Regions from separate parts of the Sus scrofa genome. Here all the other regions are linked to region 3. A link is a contact called in public HiChIP or PLAC-seq data. All regions are on one chromosome and are shown on one strand. The core of a region is the stretch at or near the end of the contact, and the rest is flanking DNA. Distances in the headings are between cores, read along the strand shown. Region 1 overlaps COL7A1 (collagen alpha-1(VII) chain). Region 2 overlaps PFKFB4 (6-phosphofructo-2-kinase/fructose-2,6-bisphosphatase 4). Region 3 holds the start of TREX1 (three-prime repair exonuclease 1).

Region 1 (4,151 bases), core at 1,575-4,074, 87 kb after region 3:
CAGAAGGACAAAAGGGGAGCCTGAGGTCTGAGTGAGAAAGCTTGTAACAGATCCAGGACAAAGAAAGGCAGGAATGGGGTTTCTTGAGGTGGAGAAGCAGCCAGAGATCCCAGGACCCCCTCAGATTGAAAGCCCTCCACTGACAAAACCCCAGATCCACTCAACCCCAAAGGCCCTGCCCATCTCCCTGACCCCAGTCCTACCAGTAGCAGCCTCCTCTGGGGTAAGCTGGGGCCAGGCAGTGCTGTGCTGTGGTCTGCCCCTCTGCCCTCTTCAGGGCCCATTTATCTCCCTCAGCCCCTGAGCTGAGAGGGGGGCCTGTCTCCTGGTGGAGGCAGCCCCCTCCTATGATTCATTCCCCCCCGGGGACAAGAAGGACATATCCTCAGTTCCTGCCCTGTCTACTTTCTGGGGACAAGTTGGGGACTGAGGGTCACAGGACAGGGACCAGAGCTGGACAGAGGGACTCTGTACCCACACAAGATGGTGGTGACCTCCCAGGGAAAACCCGCCCCCCCTGCCCCAACACCCCCACCTCCCCAAACAGTCACAACAGCACCCTTTAAAAACAGCAGCTTTAATACCCCCCAGAATCAGCACCATGTCATCACAGGCTTGGGTCAAGGGGCGAGTCAGACGCAGTCACATCTGCTCACTACCCAGCCACCCCCACACTGAGTCATCTGCCAGGGAGGCAGGAGCCACAATGGGGGTTTGTCCAGAGGGGGGAAGGCTAGACCCACGGAACAAGTCACTGAAATAACGGACACGCTCATGCACGCTCACGGGCACACAGGCCTCTAGCACCAAGGGGAGGGACAGCAGGGCCCAATGGAGACACCGACTCCTTCAGCACATCATCTGGCCTCAACTCCGGGCAGCACCTGGTGGGGCAGGTGGGCTTCAGCCATCTGACCTTTCCCAACACGTGGGCCACAGAGAAGCAGAGGGCAAGGGGTCGCTGTGAGAGCTGGGGGCAACACAGGTGTGGGGCTCTGCCCACACAGAGGGATCCCTACGTGAGTCTTTAAGGGAGGGGGACCATACTGGGGACTCCACACAGAGCTGGGCTTCTCCATTCATCTCCTTGGTCTGGAGGACTGTCGCAGGTCCCCCAGTCTGAGGCAACTGCTGACCCAGGATTCTATCCTGTCCGCGATCTGGGTAAGCCCCTAATGGGGTGGGGAGTAGACCCATACCTGTCCCCTGGCTCTGGGCCATCCGGGGTGGGCAGCGGCTCTCACAGGCCTCACGGGTCTCAAAACGGTTGGCATTCCCTCCACAGCCACCATAGACAAAGGGATGACAGGCCACCGTGCCACCTGCCACAGCCCGATGATACCAGCGCAGGGTGTAGGCAGTACAGGAGCCCTCATCCAGTGGAAGTGAGCAGGGATCTGGGGCTAATAGGGGTCAGAGAGGTCAGCAGGGATGGGCTCTGCCTGCCCCTCCCCAAATCCCTCTTGGGCCAGACCCCTGTCTCACCATCGCCATCCCAGGGAGCCTCAGGGTTCTGGTATTCCTCCACGGAGTACTCTGAGTATTCATACTCGTCGTCCTCGGGGGGCACCTGGCCTGCACGCACAGTGGGGTGTGTCGTGAGTGGGGCCACTGCAGAGTTGGGGTCGTGCTGCCCAACCATGGCCCTTGGGGTGGGTGGGCAGCATGGTCTCCTATGTGTGTGTACAACAGTGTCCTCTGCACGTGGACCCCACAGGCATGGCAGGGGCCCCGCACACATAAGCAGCCCCACGTATGTCTTTCCTTCCCCACACGTGCCCCATGGCTCCAGCTGCCCTCACCTTCCTCCTCTGCATGAGAGACACGCAGCACGGGCACGCGGTGGAGCTGGGGGCCAGCAGTGTCTGCAGCGTAACTCGGAAGGGGTCCTGGAGCCAGGAGCAGGGGCACAGGGCCCTGGGGTCAGCATGGTTGCCACCCCAGCAAAGCCCCTGCTGAGAGGACCCAGGTGATGGGCACAGCAGGGCCTGGGCTGAGGAAAGTCCCAGGAGCAGAAAATATGGGAAAACTACTCACGTGATCCAGATGCAATAAACTGACCCTGGCAGGCTGGAAGGGGCAGAGGCAGCAGGGAGAGAGACAGGGACAGAAAGCAGAGGACAAAGATGGAAAGAGGCAGGGGGAGAGACACGCACATGGGGCAGAGCCATAAGGGGGACAGCAGGAAAGATTGACAGACAGGGGAGAGAGGAAGGGAAGCAGAAGCAGAGAAAGAGAAAGAAAGAGAAAGAAAGGAAGGGGAGAAGCAGAGGGCAAGAGAGAGAGGGAGAGACAGGAAGTCAAGAGCGGCCGGGCAGGGAGATGAGCGAAAGCAGCCACAGACAGAGAGGGAAGGAGAAGGAACTTCACTTTGATGCCCCTCAGGGCCATCAGAGACCCCCACCCCCACCCTAGCTCCAGGTCAGGCCCTGAGAACCAGCTCTGCTCACACCTCCACCCCCTCCACACAGAGCATACTGGGCACCCAGGAATATTACGTGTCCCTCCACCTCTGCGTGTGGCTCCACTTGGAGAGGTCCTGGCAGCATGTCTGCCCTGAAGCACCTGGGTCCTTTGGGTAGCCATCTGTCTCTACCCATCTCCTTGACAGCTTGCCCCCCACCCCCACCCCGGAAGTTCTGCAGATGTTGCCTGCCCCTGTCTAGGGGTGCGGGGATGGAGGAGGGATGGGACCCAAGACACTCTGAATTGGGCCCCACTCACCGCAATGCTGACTCATCTCCTGACGCACAAGTCCCCGGATGTCATCCTCCTAAGAGCCCAAGACCACAGGGGTCAGGAAGAAGCCATGGATCACAGAAGGACAAAGGGTACATGATGCAGGGTTAGTGGAGAGACAGTGCTGAGTCAGGGTCCAGGGCCCAGGGGTCATGGTGTTGGGTACAGGAGACAGAGCCCCCACCCAACCCTCCACCCCACACTCACAGTCAGCGCAGCTTCTCCTTTCTCACCACGGGGCCCTGCAGGGCCTGGCCGCCCCTATGGGGTAAAGGATGAGGCCAGGCTGTACCTTTGATCTCAGGGAACCAGAGGTCACCCCAACCTTTGACTCCAAGCCCAGGAATCCCAACTCACCTGCTCCCCTCTTTCTCCAGGGGTTCCAGGTGCCCCAGGGGCCCCCACCACACTCTCTCCAGGGGGACCTCGCTCACCCTGTCAAACATAAGGACCACAGCAGCAAGGTCAGAGGCAGTGGGGGTCAGAAGTAGGACAAGTTGGGATCATAGGTTCAAAAGTTGGGGCAAGGAGGAGTTCCCATCGTGGCTCAGCAGTTAACGAACCCAACTAGCATCCATGAGGACATGGGTTCAATCCCTGGCCTCGCCTAGTAGGTTAAGGATCTGGCGTTGCCGTGAGCTGTGGTGTAGGTCACAGACGTGGCTTGGATCCTGTGTTGCTGTGGCTGTGGTGTAGGCTGGTAGCCACAACTCCAATTGGACCCCTAGCCTGAGAACCTCCACATGCCAGGGTGCATCCCCAAAAAGACAAAAAAAAAAAAAAAGAAGTTGGGGCAAGGCTATTGAGGGATGGGTTGCAGAGGTGAATGAGGTTAGAAGGATTAGGGTGGTTCAGGCGTCAGGATTCAACGTCAGGGCCTCTTACCTTCTGGCCCTGAAGTCCTTCAGGGCCTTTGGGACCAACACTGCCAGGTGGCCCAGGGGGCCCGCTAGAGCCATCACTGCCCCTGGGACCTGGGAAGCCCCCAGTTCCTGGGGGCCCCTGGGAAGAGATAGGACAGGGTCAGTGATCAGAGCATCCAAAGATGGACCTACTTCCAGACAGTGCAATCCCCTCAGTTGACCTGGGTCTCAACTTACCCGTTCCCCTTTCTCACCCTGGTCACCCTTGGGTCCTGGCTGCCCATCAAAGCCTCGGTCACCCTGGGAACAGAAAGAAGCGTGAGAAACCCTCTAGCCTGGCCTCCTTCAGCTCAACCCCCTTGAGCCTCCAGGCCCAATGGCTATAACCTCAAGCACCTGTGACTCTACCAGCCCAGAACCCTCAATCTGCCATGATCCCTGTGACCCCGACCCCACTGTGACACCCTTGCCCTGACTACCTATTTCCCCTGCACTGACACTCCAACCTCCCCAACTGACTTCCATCCACCATAACCGCTTAGCTCTGAG
Region 2 (3,987 bases), core at 1,053-3,552, 66 kb after region 3:
CCTTCATGGTTCAGCGGTTAATGACTCCAACTAGGGTCCATGAGGACACAGGTTCAATCCCTGGCCTCACTCAGTGGCTTAAGGATACAGCAATGCTGTGAGCTGTGGTATAGGCTGGCAGCTGCAGCTCCGATTCGACTCCTAGCCTGGGAATTTCTATATGCTATGGGTGCAGCCCTAAAAATCAAAAAAAAAAAAAAAAAAAAGAAGAAGAAGAAGAAGAAAGAAAAAAAAAACGAGGACAGGGCATAGAATAGAAGGAAATATCAAAATTATTGGCGTTCCCATTGTGGCTCAGTGCTAATGAACCTGACTAGTAGTATCCATGAGGATGCGGGTTTGATTCCTGGCCTCTTCAGGGGGTTAAGGATCCGGTGTTGCCATGAACTTCAGTATAGATCACAGACTCAGCTCGGATCCTGCACTGCTGTGGCCATGGTGTAGGCCAGCAGCTGCAGCGCCAATCAGCCCCCTAGCCTGGGAACCTCCATATGCCATGGATACAGCCCTAAAAATAAGACCAAAAAAACCCTGACCATTATTGTCTAAAGAGACATAAAAAGCACTATCATAAGTACAAAACGAGAACAGAGTTCTAAAAAATTGAAATACTCAGAGAATAAGAAATTTTAAATTTGGAAATTAAAATATGCTCAGAGGTTTAAAAATTGAGCCAAAAAGAAAAAAAAAAGGAGTTCCTGTTGTGGTTCAGCAGGTTAAGAGCTCAACGAGTACCCATGAGTATAAGGGTTTGATCCCTGGCCTCATTCAGTGGGTTAAGGATCCAGCATTGCTGTGAGCTGTGGTGTAGGTTGCAGATGTGGCTCAGATCCCGTGTTGCTGTGGCTATGGTGTAGGCCAGCGCTTATAGCTCCAATTCGACCCCTAGCCTGGGAACCTCCATATGCCGGGGGGCAACCCTAAAAATACAAAAAATAAAAATAAAAAGTAAAAAAATTAAATTAAAAAATAGAAATGTTTTCTGGGAGTTCCTGTTGTGCCTCAGTGGCAACAAATCCGACTAGTATCCATGAGGACGAGGGTTCAATCCCTAGCCCCACTCAGTGGGTTAAGGATCTGGCAGTGCTGTAAGCTGTGGTGTATGCTGGCAGCTACAGCTCCAATTCCACCCCTAGCCTGCAAACTTCCATACGCCGCAGGTGTGGCCCTAAAGAGAAAAAATAAAATAATAAAATAAAATAAATAAAATAAAATAAAAATTTTTTCCTGGAGTTCCCTTGTGGTACTGGCACTGTAGCAGTTTGGGTGGCTGCTATGGCACAGGGTTGAATCCTGGCCTGGAACTCATACATGCCACAAGCATGGCAGAAAAGAAAGGGGGGCAGGGGCTTTGTTGAAACCTTTTGGGGAGTTTGGGGCTTTCTGGGCACCAGCCACCCCCTCCTTATATGGCCTTGCAATAAACCTTGCTCTCCTCCAAACTCCGATGTTTCAGTATTGCTTGGCCTCATGGAGCATCAAGCACATGAATTCTGGTTCAGTAACAAGAGGAAAAGGCATGAGAAGCCCCCAGTTCCCTCTAAAAAATGAAACTTTTAAGGAGGATCAGCAAACCAGAATGACATCAGACTTTCCCAAAGCCACTCTAGAAGCCACAATTCCATGGAGCAATGTCATGGAAATTCTAAAGGAAATGTTCTTCCTCCCCAGAATTCTATAACCATTTATCAACTGCGAGGGTCAAAAGACATTTCTAGACATGCAAGGTCTCACAAAATTTACTTCGCAAGTACTTTTCTCAGAAAGCTACTGGAGAATATGCTCCAACAAAATGAATCAGTAAACCAAGGAAAAGGAAGACATGGGATGCAAGAGCAGGGCTTTCAACTCAGGACAGAGGAGAAGGAAATTCCCAGGGTGACAGCTGTGCCACAGACCTAGAGGAGAACTGATCTAGATGGGACTGGTGGACGGGGTGGGGGGGCAGATGGCAGAACTCCAGGACGCATGCCTCCAAGAAGAGAAAGGAAGGAAAAAACAGCTCCTGTGTGTGACTGCATAAGGTTGGGGTAGGGCCCTTTCCCGCAACACACCCTTGCTCAGCATTGTCCCACTTGTCCATCTGACTGGAGGAGCCAACACAGAGGTGGAATCCCCTTACCCGGCATTCACCTGATTTCCTGATCCCAGCCACCAAATGCAGGGCAGAATGTTCCCCACACCAGGAGAAATCTCATTTGCTAAAGGGAACATGACACCTCTGACTTGTGGAGTAGCACAACATGAGTATTCAGAGGGGAGTCCTGCGGAGTCAAACACAACCACAAGCCCAGAGGGAAATTCCTGGCCCACATCCAGCCTCTGGCTTCCTCCTACATAGTAGCTGCCTCCTGCCTCCCAGGGGCACCCAGGGCCACGCACACCCTGTCTTCCCCTCCAGATGCCCTATGAGTGAAGGAGGAGAAGTGTGTGGGGCTCCCACATGTCACTCCCCCACGTCACCAGGGTGTTAGACTTACCGCCACATGTCCCCCCTCCTCACTAAGAAACCGCCGAACATCACGGAGAGCTGCCAGGGCACACTGCCTTCAGAAAAGAAAACACAGGGTCAGCCAAGCACCTAACTACAGCTGAAGGAGGTCCCACACCGAACAGGAGAGGGACAAGCTTCTGCAGCCTCTTCCCTCTTCTCAAGGTTTCTCTTTCCTTGGGAAGATTTTCAGTGTTTTGCTGACTGTGCTCCTACAGGTGGAAGGCTATGTGCTCCCAGCCTCAGGAATACTTTCAGAAACACTGCTTTGCTGTACTCTCCCTCTTCACCTCATCACATACAAGCCCAGGCCACCATTTTGCTATATTCATGATTTCTAAGTGTCATGTATTTTCCCTGATTATCAAAATAAGCGCTTTTAAAACCAGACCTTGGAGGTGCAGTGGGTAAGTGGTGGTGGGAGAGGAGAGACACTGTCAATGGCTCCCATTCAGCTGCATTAAAAGCTTAATGTTCAATTTTCTTTCTTAGAAGGGAGATGTGGACTAAGAATGCCACCTGCCACATCAGCAAACAAAGGGCGTTGCAGCCATCAAGCCATCAGCCACTGCAGCTGCCCCGCACCAGTGCACCCTGAGGGGACTCAGGATGATGGCAAAGAACTCCAAACCAGCCCTAGAGAGCCAAAGTGTGCATCCAAAAAATAAATACATAAATAAATTGTGACCTGAAGTTTGGCACTTGCCCTCAGCATCTATGTGGATTCAATCATGAGCCACTGCAGCTGTCGACCCCGCAGCACCCCTGAGCAGAGCTCAGGGTGAAAATCGGGAGTGAGGTACTCTGTGCTCTGGGAAACCTGGAAGAACAGGTCTTCAGATCGTCAGATATTTTTAGAAGATGTTATGTGCCCAATTCTTGCATCCCCTCATATCTAGAAAAACACTAAAATCCTTCACAGTGATGTCTTCCCCTTGCGACCTTCAGGAGATCAGCAACTAACTTCTGTAAAATGTGTGTGTGCTGCCTGCACCTCCCCCTCCCCTTCATCATATCCTGCTATTCCCCCTTTCCTCTTTGGGGTGGAATTTCAGAGCTATCTGAACCCCCGCCCACCCAGGCTGTAGTCAAGGATAAGCAAAGAATGTCAGGTCATCTGTGAATGCAGTCACCTCCAAGGGTGAGAGCTGGTGAGTCCTGCAGGCTCTGAAAACTTAGGATACTGGCCTTGATAGCAGAGATGCCTATCAAAGGAATGATTTCAGTGAGCTCAGTCAGACCTCTTCGGTTCCTCCTACCTGCCCTTTGTTGCAAAAACTCTGATACATCCTAGCTCCTCCCTTTCCTCCTCGGAGTGGTTTCTCAGGGCTACCTGAGATGCTGTCTTCCTGGCTTGGCTGCTAATTTTGCCCCAAATAAAACTTAACTCTCAGCTTTCAAGTTGTGCATTTTTTTTAAAAGTCGACTAAATAGATAAATAAATAAATAATCCCACGAAGTTCCCCTTGTGGTTGAGCGGTAATAAACCTGATTTA
Region 3 (3,788 bases), core at 341-2,840:
AGGGCTTTGTCAAGGGGTGTGTCTAGAGGTGGCTGTGGGCCCAGGAAGTCTTTTTTTTTTTTTTTTGGCTACCCTGAGGCATACGAAGTTCCCAGACCAAGGACCAGATCTGAGCAACAGTGGTGACCAATACCGCAGTTGCAGCAATCTGGATCCTTTAACCCACTGTGCAGGGCCAGGGATCAAATCTGTGTCCTGGCACTGGAGAGACACCACCAACCCCATTGCACCACAGTGGGAACTCCTCAGAAAGTCTTTAGGCAGCCTGTCTACTAATGGGTGGGGCTGCATTCCCAGGCGGTGGGTTGGCTAGCCTCATAAGATCCAGCCATAGCCAAGGCTCCATCACTGCTGAAGCCTGGCTCATTCTTTGGTGGTATCCCAGGACATTTCTCTCACACCCAAGTTAAGACCTGCCTCCTATTTGGGAGCAGAGCCTCCCAGGAGCAATATGGAGGCCAGGCACCCCAGGTCCAAGGAGGCATCCTGAAATACAAATGCTGGACAGCACTGTCAGCTAAGGACCTGTCATCTCCAAGCCACAGCAGTCCTGCAGTGGAGGGTGGTACCCACTTGGTCACATAAAATGAGTATCCGCAAGTAGGCTGCCATTTGAACCCAGATCTTTCTGAATCAAGTTTTCTCTTTGCACTGGCCTCTTGGAAGTTCCTGTTAACCTCCAGTAAAAAGTGAGGGTGAGTTATGGGAGTGGGTCGGAGGTGTCACATCTCTCTGGGCCCGTTTCAGGTTCCAGTGCGTGTTCCGGGTGCTGCCCCAGTGCCTGCGCCCAGAGACACCCCTGCCTGGTGTGCTACTGACTGTTGAGCTCCTGTCCCTCCTGGCGGACCATGAGAAGCTCGCCCCTCAGCTCTGTTCCCACTCAGGTAAAAGTAGGCCTGGGGTGTACGTCTAGGCTGCTCCTGCAAGTTGCAGTGAAGGGTGGTGGCAGGGACAGGTCAGGGGCCTCCTGAGGGCTTCTGCAGCTTGTACCCAGGTGCTGGGTAGGGAGGGGAACCCTGAATGACAGGTGGGACATCCTTTCCAGAAGGCTGCCTCCTCCTCCTCCTGTACATGTACATCACGTCAAGGCCTGACAAAGCAGCCTCGGAGACACAGTGGCTTCAGCTGGAACAAGAGGTAAAACTACTAGAGCCCCTTCTGTGGCCTGCTCACCACCCCACTCCAGAGCCACTTTTCCTCCTTCTGGGAACAAAGGGAGCTTTAATTCATTTTGGTAATGAGTTCAGCCACTAACAAGGTAAACTCACTTGGGGAGCTCCATACAACACAGATCCAGTACAGGCGGACTTCTGGGGATCCTGGGACTTAGCAGGGTTGCCTGATAACTGATGCTCCCCTGGTTTGGGGGCCTGGTGGCTGGAGGTAGCCTGGAACGAGGTGGGTCACTGGTGAGACACAGGTGTTGGCAAGCCTCTCCTGGGAAGGCCTCACAATACTACCACCTCTAGGATCCTTAGTGCAGAGGAGCAGTTGCTGAGACAACCGGAGCTCTTAGAGAAGCTTGAGAAAGCTCTCACTGACCAAGGTCCTGTTCTGCCATGGATGGAACAGAATCTCTTCCTGTTCTAGGCCGTGTGGCTCCTGGCTAAGCTTGGTGTCCAGAGCCCCTCTTCCCCAGTTACCGGCTCCAGCTGTCAGTGCAACGTGGAGGTGAGTGCCAGGGACAAGCAGGGGCAACAGCGGTTGGCTCTGTTGGTGGGTGAGGGGGCCCCGCGCAAGGATCTGTGCTCTTCCCCAGGATTAGAGCACCGCTCAGAACCTTCCTCACCTGGGGGGCAAGGAAAGGGGCTGCCCAGCTGAGCAGGTTGTTAGGGCACAGCGACCAGAAGGCCTGACCTCAGCCTGCCCCTGTCCCAGGTGGTCAGAGCACTCACCGTGATGCTGCACAGACAGTGGCTGACGGTGCAGAGGGCGGGGGCGCTCCCGAGGACTGACCAGCAGAAGCGGACAGTGCGGTGTCTGCGGGACACAGTGCTGCTGCTGCACAGCCTGTCCCAGAAGGACAAGCTCTTCACTGTGCACTGCGTGGAGGTCCTGCATCAGTACGACCAGGTGATGCCAGGGGTCAGCTTGCTGATTCGAGGGCTTCCTGACGTGACAGACTGTGAAGGTGAGCCGGCAAGACGGCCCCTCCCTGCCCAGCCCACGTTTGGGGTTTGCCCTGGAGTCTATGGGCAGGTCAGCCCTCCCCACCTTAGGTCAGCAGCCCTCCGTGCTCACGGCCTTTGCCAGCACTGGGGCCATTCTTGTCTTCCTGCTCCGGTTCTTCTCTGAGTATTATCAGCCTGCCTTTTGCTCCTATCTGTTGAATCAGCCTGGCAGAACCACGGTTTTTCCAGAAACATCCCTGTCTGAATTGCCTTTGTATCACTTTGCTTGCAGTAGCTGAGGGAGCAAGGCCTGGGCATGGAAGGGACTGGTTAGTTCCTGTGGGCCTGGGTGTGGGAGGAGAGGTGGACTTGCTGCAGTCCCAGCGCCTTTAGGCCTTGGCCACAGAACCTTCTTCTCTTTTGGCTCAGAGGCAGCCCTGGATGACCTCTGCGCCACAGAGCCCGATGTGGACGACCCTGAGATGGACTGTGGCTGAGGCCGGGTGAACATCGAGCCACATGGTGGCACCAGCGCCACTCATTTCCTTACCTCATCCACTGATTAAAAGCAGTGACTGGCTGTTTGAGAACATACCAGCCTTTGTTTCCTGAGTCTGATGTGTGTCAGCTGATTGGGAGGGACAGAGTAGGAGCGGGATCCAAGGAAACTGGGATCCTTCTTACTGTCCCTGGAGGGAGCTGAGATCCAGCCCCTTGGTGATGAATCTGCTCTGAGGAAGCAGCCCTGCTCTGCCCTGCCTGTGGAATTGCCCTGAGTCATCGCATTGGGCTGAGGCCATGGTTAGAAACCATTGTGTGGCAGAGAAGGAGGCAGCCCTTCAGCCCAGGCCTAAACCAGGGAGGCCTGGGAAAGTGGGGCCAAGGGGTGGGTACAAACGCCATGGCAGGGGCTCCCGGCAGGCTTGAGTCCTGGAGCTCGCCTTCCCGGATAGCCCTGTCCCCTGCTGTCCAGGGGTCCTGGTGCACTGTGCCAGACAGAGATCTGAGAAGGCCTTTGAGGCAGTACTGTGGGTGCCTGGGGAGGGAACGGGTGTTGGCAAGAGGGACAGCCCAGCAGGCTGACGAGCAGGGGCGGGCTTTGCTCACACCAGCTCCTGGGCGGGCTCAGGCCCAGTTTCACTTCCCGCCACTGCTGCCAGCAGCAAGAACCAGCCAGAGAGCATTCACCCTGAGTCATTGCTGCCTGCCTGCTGTTCGGTGAGGACCCCCAAGGGGATGGGGTAGGGTGGGAGGGCTGTGGGTACCTGCTCCCCCACACACACCAGGCTAAGTGGGTTCTAGGGGAGGAGCCAAACCTTCCCCTGATCAGATAGCTGAGTATGCTGATCCCACAAAGGAAGCCACCGCACCTTCTCTGGCTTCCTGCCCACCCACCCCCTACCCTCCTTTCCTCTTATCACTGGGCACTCACCCTCCCCACCCCCACCCCATGCTCCTCCCCAGGCTCAGCGCCAGATACCTACCATGGGCTCGCAGGCCCTGCCCCAGGCTCCCGTGCAGACCCTCATCTTCTTGGACCTGGAGGCCACTGGCCTGCCCTTCTCCCAGCCCAAGGTCACGGAGCTATGCCTGCTAGCTGTCCATAGATGTGCCCTGGAGAGCCTTCCCATCCCACAGGGGCCTTCTCCCACGGTGCCACCGCCACCTCGGGTGCTG

What was found. HiChIP or PLAC-seq counts read pairs in DNA pulled down with a chosen protein or histone mark.
Region 1: an H3K27ac HiChIP or PLAC-seq map of alveolar macrophages shows a contact between it and region 3. The contact joins the enhancer-like site here to the promoter of TREX1 in region 3. A contact is called at or near these places in 2 of 5 promoter capture datasets (both in liver), 21 of 47 Hi-C or Micro-C datasets (alveolar macrophages, blood, brain and 12 more) and 2 of 2 datasets of contacts at active chromatin or transcription factors (alveolar macrophages and skeletal muscle).
Region 2: an H3K27ac HiChIP or PLAC-seq map of skeletal muscle shows a contact between it and region 3. The contact joins the enhancer-like site here to the promoter of TREX1 in region 3. A contact is called at or near these places in 2 of 5 promoter capture datasets (both in liver), 21 of 47 Hi-C or Micro-C datasets (alveolar macrophages, blood, brain and 12 more) and 2 of 2 datasets of contacts at active chromatin or transcription factors (alveolar macrophages and skeletal muscle).

The regions. Positions count from the first base shown.
Region 1 is chr13:31,262,192-31,266,342 of Sscrofa11.1, forward strand. COL7A1 (collagen alpha-1(VII) chain) reads right to left here. Exons shown (of 119, transcript XM_005669519.3): 110 at 3,840-3,902; 111 at 3,625-3,741; 112 at 3,097-3,174; 113 at 2,947-3,000; 114 at 2,725-2,773; 115 at 2,038-2,070; 116 at 1,803-1,889; 117 at 1,486-1,575; 118 at 1,200-1,403; 119 at 559-884. The coding sequence ends at 868. Among named protein-coding and RNA genes, the nearest start is that of UCN2, 2.4 kb to the left of the region's middle. Within about 2 kb of position 2,825, at least 4 of the 83 cell types and tissues checked have an H3K27ac peak or open chromatin away from gene starts, as enhancers often do. A contact at or near this core is called in alveolar macrophages, where this site is marked.
Region 2 is chr13:31,241,214-31,245,200 of Sscrofa11.1, forward strand. It overlaps PFKFB4 (6-phosphofructo-2-kinase/fructose-2,6-bisphosphatase 4), which reads right to left. Exons shown (of 14, transcript XM_005669518.3): 4 at 2,481-2,547. Among named protein-coding and RNA genes, the nearest start is that of PFKFB4, 17 kb to the right of the region's middle. Within about 2 kb of position 2,303, at least 5 of the 83 cell types and tissues checked have an H3K27ac peak or open chromatin away from gene starts, as enhancers often do. A contact at or near this core is called in omental adipose tissue and skeletal muscle, where this site is marked.
Region 3 is chr13:31,176,014-31,179,801 of Sscrofa11.1, forward strand. TREX1 (three-prime repair exonuclease 1) reads left to right here and starts at 1,591. Exons shown (of 2, transcript XM_021070629.1): 1 at 1,591-1,671; 2 at 1,879-3,788. The coding sequence starts at 3,597. It overlaps ATRIP (ATR-interacting protein), which reads left to right. Exons shown (of 13, transcript XM_005669525.3): 9 at 748-884; 10 at 1,046-1,137; 11 at 1,591-1,671; 12 at 1,879-2,131; 13 at 2,541-2,703. The coding sequence ends at 2,608.